Linked DNA regions of Sus scrofa: region 2 is linked to region 1. The links are chromatin contacts, called in public Hi-C maps. All regions are on one chromosome and are shown on one strand. The core of a region is the stretch at or near the end of the contact, and the rest is flanking DNA. Distances in the headings are between cores, read along the strand shown.

Region 1 (4,917 bases), core at 377-2,876:
GGGCAGAGGGGAGTGGGGAGAGATGCGCCCCAGGATGCGAAGGCAGGCCGGCCACTCGCGTCTTTGTCCGCGTAGACCACAGACGGTGTCTGCTCTTTGCCGGCCCAGGGGACGGCGCTAGGCCAACCCCCTGTCCAGTGAGCCCACTCAGTCCCCTGAAGTCCAAGTTCAGCTTTGCTCCCCTTCCACCCAAGGGTTGTTGGGCAGCCCCCTCCTCTCCCAGGGGCCTGGCACCGCATCCGTGGATCCACCCACCTGCGGGAAACGGGAGAGCCCCCAGCAGCCCAGGAGGAAGAGAGACGTGAGGATTCCTCGCACGCATCGCCCCCGGAGGCGAAGGTCTCTCACCCTCATCCTCAGAAAGCCTGCTGGCCCGGCGGGGGGCGGGAGAGCCTGGCGGCTGAGATCTGGTCGGCGGCAGGAGTGTGACAGACCCGCTGCGCTGGACGGTTAGGCAGTGTTTATTCGCGGCACTTCCTCCCAGGGCAGGGGCCACGGGGCTGGGCGGCCTGCAGGCTCCTCCTGCCGCAACCTGGCCTTGGCTCAGAGCTGCAGTCCTGCGCCTGGGAGCCCGGAGCGGGGGAGGGGATTCATCACCCATGTGGGAGTACCCTGGCTCAGTCTGAGGCACCGCCCCGCCTGCTCTCTGGGAACCCTGCTCCCCAGGATCTGTGTCTCCAGTCTCCTGTCCTCACTCCCTCCCGCTCCGCGATTGCCTGGTCTGTGCCAGTCACAGAACCCGGCTGGGGGCATCCACTGCGCTCAGCATCACAGGCCACCCGAGGTCCGCTCCACTTGTAAGATTCATACAACTCTCTCCCACCTTCGGGGTGCCTCTCCCATCTTAGTGGATGGCTAATGGGGTGGGGGTGGGGGTGGGGGTGAGAATCGGCCTTGGTCCCTGCCTGCCTCAGCCCCCTCCTCAGGCTGGGTACCAGGGAAGACGCACCTGCCCATCCACCTGGGCCGGCCCACTTTGCAGCCTCAGGGTCAGTAGGTGTGAGGCACTCCCTGCCCCGCCCTTTACCTCCCGCAGGCATTCCACCCCAACTAAAGGCGTGCCTTCCCAACTCCATCCCTGGAACCGCTTCCCACAGACCCAAACCGACACGTGGCCCCAATCCAGGCTGCTCCTCGCTGGCCTGGGCAACTGGAATGGGCTCCCAACAGGGCTGCCTGCTCTCCCTCTCTCCCACCCCCCCATCCCATTTCATCACTCCCCCTCTTCAAAACAATCCATAGCTCCCCTTTCTCCTTAGAAGAAAAGGTCCAAACTCCATCCTGAGCCTCAGAGGCCCTATAATCCAAGGTTTGGCCCCTGTCCGGCCCTCTGCCTGCCTCCCCATCCCTCCCCCCTGTGCCCAAAGACCTGTAGCCCCACCAGCCTGCCTTTCATGCCTCAAATACATCCAATGCTTTGCTGTTCCCTCTGGCCGCTGGTCTGCTCAATCGAGTTTCAGCTCAAATGGCACCTCCTTCTAGGCACCATCTAAGTGCCCCACCCATTCCAGGGAGAGAAGGTACCACATTTAGAAGACAAAAATCAGGACAGTAGTGAAATTTGAATTTCAGATAAACAATGGATTTTTTTTTTTTTTCCTTTTTAGAGCCGCACCTGCAGCATGTGGAAGTTCCCAGGCTATGGGTCCAATTGGAGCTACAGCTGCCAGCCTCCACCACAGCCACAGCAACAGGAGATTCGAGCTGCATCTGTGACCTACACCACAGCTCACGGCAGCGCTGGATCCTTATCCCACAGAGCAAGGCCAGGGATCAAACCCATATCCTCAGGTACACTAGCGGATTCGTTTCCTCTGTGCCACAACAGGAACTCTCCGGATTTTGTGTGTGTGTGTGTGTGTGTGTTAAGTATGCCCCCAATACTGCAGCTATTATATGAAACATATTTATAAAAAGTAGACTTTATCTGAAATTCCTGTTTTTCTGGGCATCTTGCATCTTGTTTGGGGGCCTCATAACCCAGCACCTCATTTTATCATCTTGATTGTAGTTACTGCTCTCCAAGATTGTTGACTTAGTACCTGTATTTCCCCAGAGGCTCCCAGGCACATACAGAGACCGGAACCGAAGCTTCGGGGTGCAGAGGTCTAATGTAGGTTATTTACGAGGTACAGTCAGGGCCAGGCAGGTGTGCTCGTGAGTTAAAATAACAGAGAACGCTAAATGCAATGCTTCGTTTTTGTTATGGGAAATGGCAGCCCTATGGCTTTGGTAAAGCAGGCTGGGCGACCTGGGGACCCCCTTTCATCCCTGAGCCTCCGTCTCCCGTCGCAAAGCCGGGGGAGTCTGGGCTCCGCCTCCGGCGCTCCAGGCCCGGCCGCCCAGCGCCCCCTGGCGGCCGCCTGCGCCAGTGCTGCGCCGGCCCAGCAGCGGCGCTACAACGACGGCGGCCCCCTCGGTCCCTTCCGGCGCTCGCGTTTCTCTGCCCCGCGTGGGCTCTCGGTGCGTTCCCGCGCTTACCCCAACCTGATCCCGGGCCGCCGACCGGGCTGGCGGCCGTTTTCCTCTGGGGGACCGAGAGCTCCGCCCCGCTCCCGGCCGCGCGGAACCAGCGGCGAGGGCCGGGTTTCCAGCCGGCCTCGGAGAGACGAGCGCTTCCGGGGACCGGGACGCACGTGCGGAGACGCGCGCGGGGCGGCTTCCGGGGTCTGGAGCGCTGGTGTTTTTTCCCCGGGCCGGCGAGTTAGGGGCGGCGGGGCCCGTGCTCGGCGGGCAGAGCCCGGCTCCGGGGCCGCGGCGGCGCCGCCGTGGATGGGCGCGGGGGCCGGGTCGGTGCCGCGATGGCGAAGGCGAGGATGCTGGCCCCCGAGCGCGCCCCGGGCGACCCGGCGCCTGAGCCCGGGCTCGTCAAGAAGCCGAGTCGGAAGAAAAACAGAAAGAAAAGGTTCTGGAAGAACAAAGCCCGAGAAGCGAGCACGAAGCCGGGGAACGACCCCAGAGGGGTCGCGGTGCGGCCTCCAAAGGCACCAGAGGACTTTTCCCAAAACTGGAAGGTTCTGCGGGAGGTAAGGGCAGGGCCTCCCCGAGTGGAGAGAAGGAGAAGGGCTTGCGGGGCCCCGGGAGCTGCGGAGGCAGGCCGGAGGGAGCGCTGTGTCGGTGCTCGGAGTCTTTCACAGGCGGTGGCGAGCTCGGGGCGAGAGCAGAGCGGGAACCTGGGCCGGAGGATTCTAGCAACACTCCGGGTCTTTAATAGATGACAGCTGCCTCCAGGTGCTGAGCTCTTAAAACGTGCAGTCGCTGCTGGGTGATCCACGTGTGTTCTTATTTCACCAGGCGCAGGGACACGGTGAGGTAGAGGCCTTGGTCGTTCCTCTCCATCTTACAGATGAGAGAGCCAGAAACGTTAAGTAAATTGTCCAGGACTGCAGCTGGGCCAGTGGAGCCAGGAGTCAGATGCCCAAGTCCCTGTTCTGAATGTCACGTGGTACTTGCTGCCTTTCTCCGCATCAGTGGCCCAAAGTTAGGGCCAGGTTTCTGTCTGCTAAGTGCTGCTCCCTGTGCCTCCCTCCTGCACTCTCTCCACCTCCCTCGGAGGTAGCTGCTGTTATCACCTCTGTTTTCTAGGAAAGGGGGTGGAGGCAGCGTTTAAGAACTTGGCCCAGTGTCACAGCTAGTGGACGGCAGACTGAGGGATGCAGTCACTGGGTCAGATGTGCGTTTCTGCCCTTTGCTGCTACTGACCCTCAAAGTCCCAGAGTCAGAACAGAGAAGAGCTGTCCAGATAATAATTCTCCTGTCTTGACACACAGGATGATGAAATTCCATCTGGCAACCCCTGGCTTCCCTGATTTCTTGAACTGTAGTCTTAGGTCTTTCTCTCAAGAAAGTAAAGCAAAGTTAAGCAGGCAGAAGGATGTTTCTTGTGGGAAAAACCTTGCGTTTTCTCCGTTTATTACAAGAAAGTAAATTTCTCTTCTTTTTAATTTTTTTGTTTTTTGCTTTTTAGGGCCACACCTGCAGCATATGGAGGTTCCCAGTCTAGGGGTTGAATCAGAGCTGTAGCTGCCGGCCTACAGCAGAGCCACAGCAACACCAGATCTGAACCACGTCTGCCACCTACACCATAGCTCATGGCAGTGCCAGATCCTTAACCTACTGAGCAAGGCCAGGGATTGAACCTGCGTCCTCATGGTTACTAGTTGGATTCGTTCCCCCTGTGCTACAACGGGAACTCCACATTTCTCTTCTTTAAACATTAGAGAAACGGGTGAGTAGAAAGCAGCCTCATCCCTCATCTCAGCTGGTTGCTGTGTGGCAGGACCTTAACCGTATTGAGAATGGCCATGCTGAGGGCACAGCCGTGTCTTGTGGGCACACCCTGCCTTCCCAAGACCCTCACAGCAGTAGCAAACCAGGAAGTCTGATCAAGAAAGCGGCTTCAGTGGCCCAGCTTGTCGGCTGATCTGTGAGGGAATTGACTCTAAAGTAACTGTGAATGTGAAAACAGGTCGGTTTTACACACATACATACGAGTTTTTCAATCTCTTGTGTGTGACATTTGAATTAAAATGTGTCCCGTGTTTTCTTTGGGTTCCATCAGCTGCTGAAACCAAAGTCACAGGCCCTGGAGGAGTCTCTCGTTCCCTCTCGGCTGAATTCCAGAAAGCAGCCCCAAAGGGCCCAGCCCAGCAGAAAAGCGGTGCCAGACAGAGCAGAGAGGAGCGAGGTGGGGACAGAAAACACAGCTCCCGAGGCCAGCGGAGGCGCTGCGCCCTCACCGCGACTTCCGACGCAGAGGAAGAGGCCCGCCCCTCGCACACAGGCCGGCGGGCGGGCTCAGCACAGGGAGAAGGAAGCCAAGACAAGGACCAGTGGCGACATTTCTCCAAAGCGAGGAGACGTCAAGCATAAGAAGCGGAAAGCTAAGGAGGTGACTGCCCCCTTACCGCCAGCCGC
Region 2 (5,628 bases), core at 2,530-5,029, 260 kb before region 1:
CCATAGCGCCTTGTCTCGGGGACCACACCTCTCAGATCTCTGCGGACCTCATCGCGGTTTTGCTTTGAAGAGGGCATTTCCACAGGCTGACCAGGGAGCACAGGGGAGCCTCTTGTAGGGGGTTGAGGGGCAAGCCCTTCTCTTCAGTGGGTGAGGGACCTCAGCATCAGTGTCTGGAGTTGTCCCCAGGCCACCCAGTGTCTCCACAGAAGAACCTGGGATCTGCTGTCAAGCGGGGAGGGGGATAGCAGCCCTCTGCTCCCCTCCCCCGAGCCTGCAGCCTCTGGGAACCCATTTCTCCAGAGACAGACCTCAGGGCTCCAGGGGCAGGGACAGAGGGGCTCTGGGTCCATCTGCCTGGAAGAAACCTGAGTCTGTCTTCCTGTTCACACACCTGCAAAGGCTCCCTCACACTTACTCACACACCTGTACACTCAGGCACAAGCATGAGCGCACACACATGTGTACTTGGCACACCCCACCCCTGCCCCCTGCACAGGGACCTGGGGTTGCCCCAGACTTGGCCTCTACAGGTTGGAGGGAGCCGAGGTGGTAAACTGGCCTGGCTCTTCCGCCTCTGAGCCAAGGTGCTGCCCCTCCCCCGCCCACCACTCCCCTCCCCCACTCACCCCCCCCCCAGGGCTGGTTGAGAGCTGCTGTCGACTCCCCTGTTGTCTTAGCTCCGTGGGGTGTACCTTGTTTTTCTCTCCCTTCCCCATCTTTGTGGCTATTTGGGGGGAGCATTGAATGGGGTGGTTTGTCCACTGCATAGGGCGAGGCCCAGGTCCACGCTATCCTCGGGGTCCTGCAATGAGGAGTGGGTGCTATGGGCCCAGCGTGGGCCCGTGACCCCGGGTGGAGGTGCTGGGCCCACCGCCTCGCCCTCGCAGCTGACCCCGAGGCCTCTCTACTCCGCCTTCTAGAACATGCCCAATGTCCGCGACCACGACGCCTCCGTCTACCTGCGCCTGCAAGGGGACGCCCTGTCTGTGGGCGGCTATGAGGCCAACCCTGTCTTCTGGGAGGAGGTGAGAGACGAGGGCTCGGGAGAGGGCCTGGGGCTCAGCGAGGAGAAGCGTCTTCCCAGATGCTCACCTGGGAAGTGGCGGCTCCCCCCTACAAGGTCAAACCCATTTTTCTCTGATGCCTGAAGACCTGGGCACATGGGCAGATCCAGGCCCCGGGCTGGTGCAGGGCTTGTGACAAAACCTCAATGGTTAGAGGCTGCAGAATGTGAAATACCGACTCTGGGAGATTGTGCAAACACCGAAGCCCTCTGTCCAGCAGTAAACAGTCCCATGCCCGCCCCATCCCCCGCGGCTGCAGCTGCGTCTCCCCCAGGCCCGGGCTGCTCTCCTGGCAGCTCCTGGGGTTGAGACAGGCCCAGCAGCACCCCCAGGCTCCTCGAGCTGGCCACCCCAGCTTCCGTAATCATGTGTCTGGTCTACCACTCGGATGATAAAATGACTATTTGGGGCCAGACATTCTTTTACTTTAGGGAGAAAGAAGGACTCCAAGAGAAAAGTCCCTCTCCCCAGAGGCCTTTATTCTGGTGGGGAGACACGGAATAAATAAGCAAGGAAGTAACGCACTTTTGGAGGATGATCTGAGTGTGAAGTTAACTCACCACCTGACCGAGTGAAGTCAGCAGGTTAAAGATAAGCCTCGCGAGGCCCGAGTGGAAGGATGTCCTCCGACTGTGGTCGGGCAGGGCTCCCGGAGGAGGGGACGTCTGAGCACAGGCCTGCAGACAGAGGGCGTCGGAGGAGCTGCCCCGGGTGGAGGTGAAGGCCCGCGGTCCCCTCCGGCTTGCCCTTCCAAGGAACTGAAGGAAGCTTCGTGTGGCCTTGGGCCAGTGGTGCACGCGGGCCGGGCCAGCGCGTGTAGGATTCTGCCGGCCGTGGAGGGTCACGGAGGCTGGAGAACAAGCAAGGGCATGAGCTGACCTAGGGGAACGGGTTGAAGGAGGGTGGGAAGCGGGCTGACCCGAGAGGGGCCTTTGCAAGAATCAAGGGAAGAGCAGGTGGGCTTGGGTCCGGGAGGGAACGGGGAGCAGACTGCCCCCCCCCCCAGGGTGGGGAGGGGAGACCAGCCCAGCCCTGTCCCCCACCTAACCTCGGAGGCTGGCCAGACAGGGGTGGCCACTCCCACGGGGTGGCTGTCACAGGGCAGGTCCCTGCCCACCTCCCCAGGTGTCAGACAAGTTTGCCTTTGGCCTCTTCGACCTGGACTGGGACGTGTTCGGCCAGCACATCGAAGGCGCCATCCACCGGGTCCCGGTGCTGGAGAAGACAGGGATTAAGTCCACGGTCTGCGGCCCAGGTGAGGGGGGAGGCGAGCCCGCCCCTGGACGGCCGTGCCTCCGCCCGGGGCCTTCGGGGCGGCCCTTCCTCCTCCCAGCAGGCCAAGGGCCTGAGCTCCACTTGGGCAGAGCTTTGCCCACGGGCACCGGCCAGGCCTCTCCCCACACCCCAGTGTGAGCCCCTCCTGATGTCCCCTCCCGGCCTCAGTCCCCCGTTATTGTCCCTGGCACTTGGTGTGGCCGTCTGTAAGATGGGATGAGCCCCCCGCCTCCCCGCCAGGTCCCTGTGAGGCTGAGCGAGGAGAGGAGGCCAAGCCCCATCCTGGGGCCATGCTCACAGGGCTTCCGACCCCAGTTCCGGATGGGCCTCCCCCCTCTGCTCTCCGGCCTCGGCAGCCAGGCCGACAGGGTCTCACACCCACACAGTGTGGACAGGCCTAAGCCGCCCCCCGCACCCCGGGCAAGCAGAGCTGAAGGAGGCTGGAGCGGAAGGCCATGAACAAAGCGGCCTGGCTGGCCATGCACTGCCCCTGCCCCTGCCCCTGCCCCGCAGGCCAGTGCTCAGGTGGTTGGAGCACCAGCAGGGGAAGGCTCGGACCCCAGAGCTGAAGCATCCGCTAAGGCCTCTAGTTTATTCTCGCGAGGCCCGCTGGCCAGGCTAGACTCCGTCCCCACGCAAGTTGCTCACAGCTCAGGGAGAGGTGACTGCTCCAAGAATCCACCCTGGGACAGAGCCATCGTGGGCTTTGCCCAGGGCACTAAGGGATCCTGGTGGGCAGTGAGGAGCCAGCAGTCTGAGCTGGGTCTCAAGGGCTGTGTGCAGACGAAGAAGATTCCAGAATAAGACTGCAAGCCCAGGGGCAACATAAGGGGGCTTTGGTGTGAAGGAGCTCATACCACGTCCACTCAGCTCCCGAATGCCAAGCACCTGCCCTGCGCCCGGCCTGCGAGGAGCAGGGCGCCTGTTGGGGGCCGGGCAGAGCTCATGCGGCGGGAACCCACGGGGGGGGGGGGCAAAGCCTCTCCCACTGTCCGAGGCGGGGTGAGGGGCAGGCCAGGCCAGGGGAGGGGAGGCCCCGACACCCAGTCTGTGGCCTGCCGGGGTGTCCAGCCCCCTCCTTCCCGGTGCACTTGGCGTCTACACAGCTGCCCGCCCCTGCTGCTTTCATCTGTTCGGTTCGTGAAGGAGCCTTTGGTGAGAAGGGAGCTTTCCTGGGGGAAGCAGATGGAGCTCCCCGACAGCCACAGGGGACTTGGGGGGCCAGGCTGCGGGCTTGGGCCGATGACTAGAGGCCCCAGCAGCTTCCCGGGGCTGGCGTGGGACTGAGAGTGAGAAACCCAGGCCTGCAGAAATCCCGGGAGTGCCAATAACCCGGGAGCAAACTCGTCTTAATTAGACGGAGGGCCATGGCCCGTGACGCCCACTGGGGCAGCTTGGGCCTGGTTTCCCGGCTGTAGGGGACGTCAGGACTTCTCACCAGGGAGGACGAGCCGGTCAATGGCCCTCGGCCTCCAGGACAGGACAGGGCAGTCCCAGGCCCCCTTGACTGCAGGGAAGCTGGGGGCAGGCGGACCTCGGACCTCTCGTTCTGAGGTCGGTCAGTCAGAGCCCAGGTGGGGGCCCCCCCTTCGGTGCTGCATCCTCTTGAGTCATTTGTTAAAAATCCAACCACCCTCGCCCCCCAAACCCCCCTCCTGCCAGCGTGCTCCTCAAATTCCTGGGGTGGGGGGGCCTGTTCAGAACTTCCTGGAAACAAGTCCATCTCGCCCCAAGCCCCAAGGGCTCACTGGGCCATCCCCGAACAAAACCACAGCCTCCCCTGCTTTCCGCTGGCTCTCACCTCCCCCAAGCCGCGGCCACAGCCTCTCACCCCATCTGGGCCCTCTTGGCCTCCCCCAGCCCCTCGCAGAGCCAACTCCCTCCCCTCCGGGAAGCTCCTGCCACTTTCTCAGGGGGCTCCCTCCCCTCCTGGGGCCTCCGAGGCCCTGCCCCTGGGCCCTGCCCTCCTCTCCCACCCCTCCCCACCCTCCCCTGCAGCCTCTCTGCCCTGGGGGGTCGAGGGAAGCCGAGATCTTTGGAACTTCCAGGGTCGTAGGGGCTGGCCGGCCTCCCTCAGCTCAGAGACACAAGAGCAGAGCCCGGGGTCGGCCCGTCTGCGCTTGTGACCTGCGTGCACAAGGCTAAGGACCCGGCTGGGGCGACTGAGACCCCGTGCAGCGCGGCCACCTCATCTGTGACCCGGGGGACTGATGGCGCCAGGGTGGCGGCCAGGAGCGGCCACCCTCCCGTCCCGCCAGAGCCCTTAGTCCATTGTGCTTTCTTCCCAGACACCTGTTTTTTGCTTATTGACACATGTGTCTGAGGCCCCCACCCTCCCGTCAGCCCCCCCAGGGTGGCACTGGTCTGGTTTGGAGCTGCCTCCCCGGCCGAGGGCTGGCCTCACGCAGGTGGGCTGCGCAGTTTGTAGACGGACCCACTCAGAGCCCTGCGTGGTGAGTCCCAGGCTCCCGACTTGACACATGCAAAACTAAGGCTCCTCTGAGCCCAGGTCAAGCCGGGTTTGAACCGCGACCATGGCTACAAAGGCCAGCTCTTCATAATTGTGCCCGAGGGGCCCTCTCCCTCCCCACCCTGGCCTCGGCCTGGGGCAGGCTGGCCGCAGATGGGAGCGGAAGGCTTGGTCCCCTCTCCCAAAGAATCGAACAGTCCTTCATGCACTGGCGAACATGCATCAAGCGCCTAGAGGGCAAGAATGCCCGGCAGGGACACAGCCGGAAGATGGTGATGGGGGCTCACCAGCAAGAGAATGGCCAAGATCACAAGACAGTGGCGGCCCCGCCAGGCAGAACCCAGTTCAGGTCGAAAGTTCTGGCAGTAGGGGCAGAAGAGCTGGGGAACATGGCAGGAGCAATCAGGGAGGCTCCCTGGAGGAAGCGGCATGGAGCTGGGTCTTGAGGAGGGCGGGGGTCTGGAGGAAGGAGGCCCTTGCCCACCCTGGCCTCCGTGACTGCCCTCCTGGGAGACCCCACCCAGGAGCCTGTGGCTGGAAGGGAGCTTGAGGGCTCTCTCTCCCTTTCAGAGTCATTCACGCCGGACCACAAACCCCTGATGGGGGAGGCGCCCGAGCTCCGCGGGTTCTTCCTGGGCTGTGGGTTCAACAGCGCAGGTGAGTGGGCAGCCTCACCTCCCCCCCCCCGGCCCCCAACATCCCCCTGAGAGAGGGCGGGTTGGCCTCTCCCCTGGGGTGGGGGGCTGGGTCTAGGGGCACCGGAGCCCCTGACAGGGGTGGAGACGGGCCAGGCCTGCAAGAGGGGGTGAGGTCCCG

The links. A called contact is a pair of places that touch in the nucleus more often than the background predicts.
Region 2: a contact with region 1 is called in a Hi-C map of mesenteric adipose tissue, with 2.0 times the contacts expected there. The contact joins the enhancer-like site here to the promoter of ADAMTS13 in region 1. A contact is called at or near these places in 10 of 47 Hi-C or Micro-C datasets (embryonic fibroblasts, fetal heart ventricle, fetal skeletal muscle and 7 more).

What each region holds. Positions count from the first base shown.
Region 1 is chr1:273,019,664-273,024,580 of Sscrofa11.1, reverse strand. It overlaps ADAMTS13 (A disintegrin and metalloproteinase with thrombospondin motifs 13), which reads right to left and starts at 1,626. Exons shown (of 33, transcript XR_002338121.1): 1 at 256-1,626. It overlaps REXO4 (RNA exonuclease 4), which reads left to right and starts at 2,628. Exons shown (of 8, transcript XM_003353698.4): 1 at 2,628-3,026; 2 at 4,562-4,917. The coding sequence starts at 2,802.
Region 2 is chr1:273,276,237-273,281,864 of Sscrofa11.1, reverse strand. It overlaps SARDH (sarcosine dehydrogenase), which reads left to right. Exons shown (of 21, transcript NM_001253922.1): 7 at 924-1,028; 8 at 2,193-2,322; 9 at 5,383-5,469. Among named protein-coding and RNA genes, the nearest start is that of SARDH, 16 kb to the left of the region's middle. Within about 2 kb of position 3,779, at least 4 of the 83 cell types and tissues checked have an H3K27ac peak or open chromatin away from gene starts, as enhancers often do. A contact at or near this core is called in mesenteric adipose tissue, where this site is marked.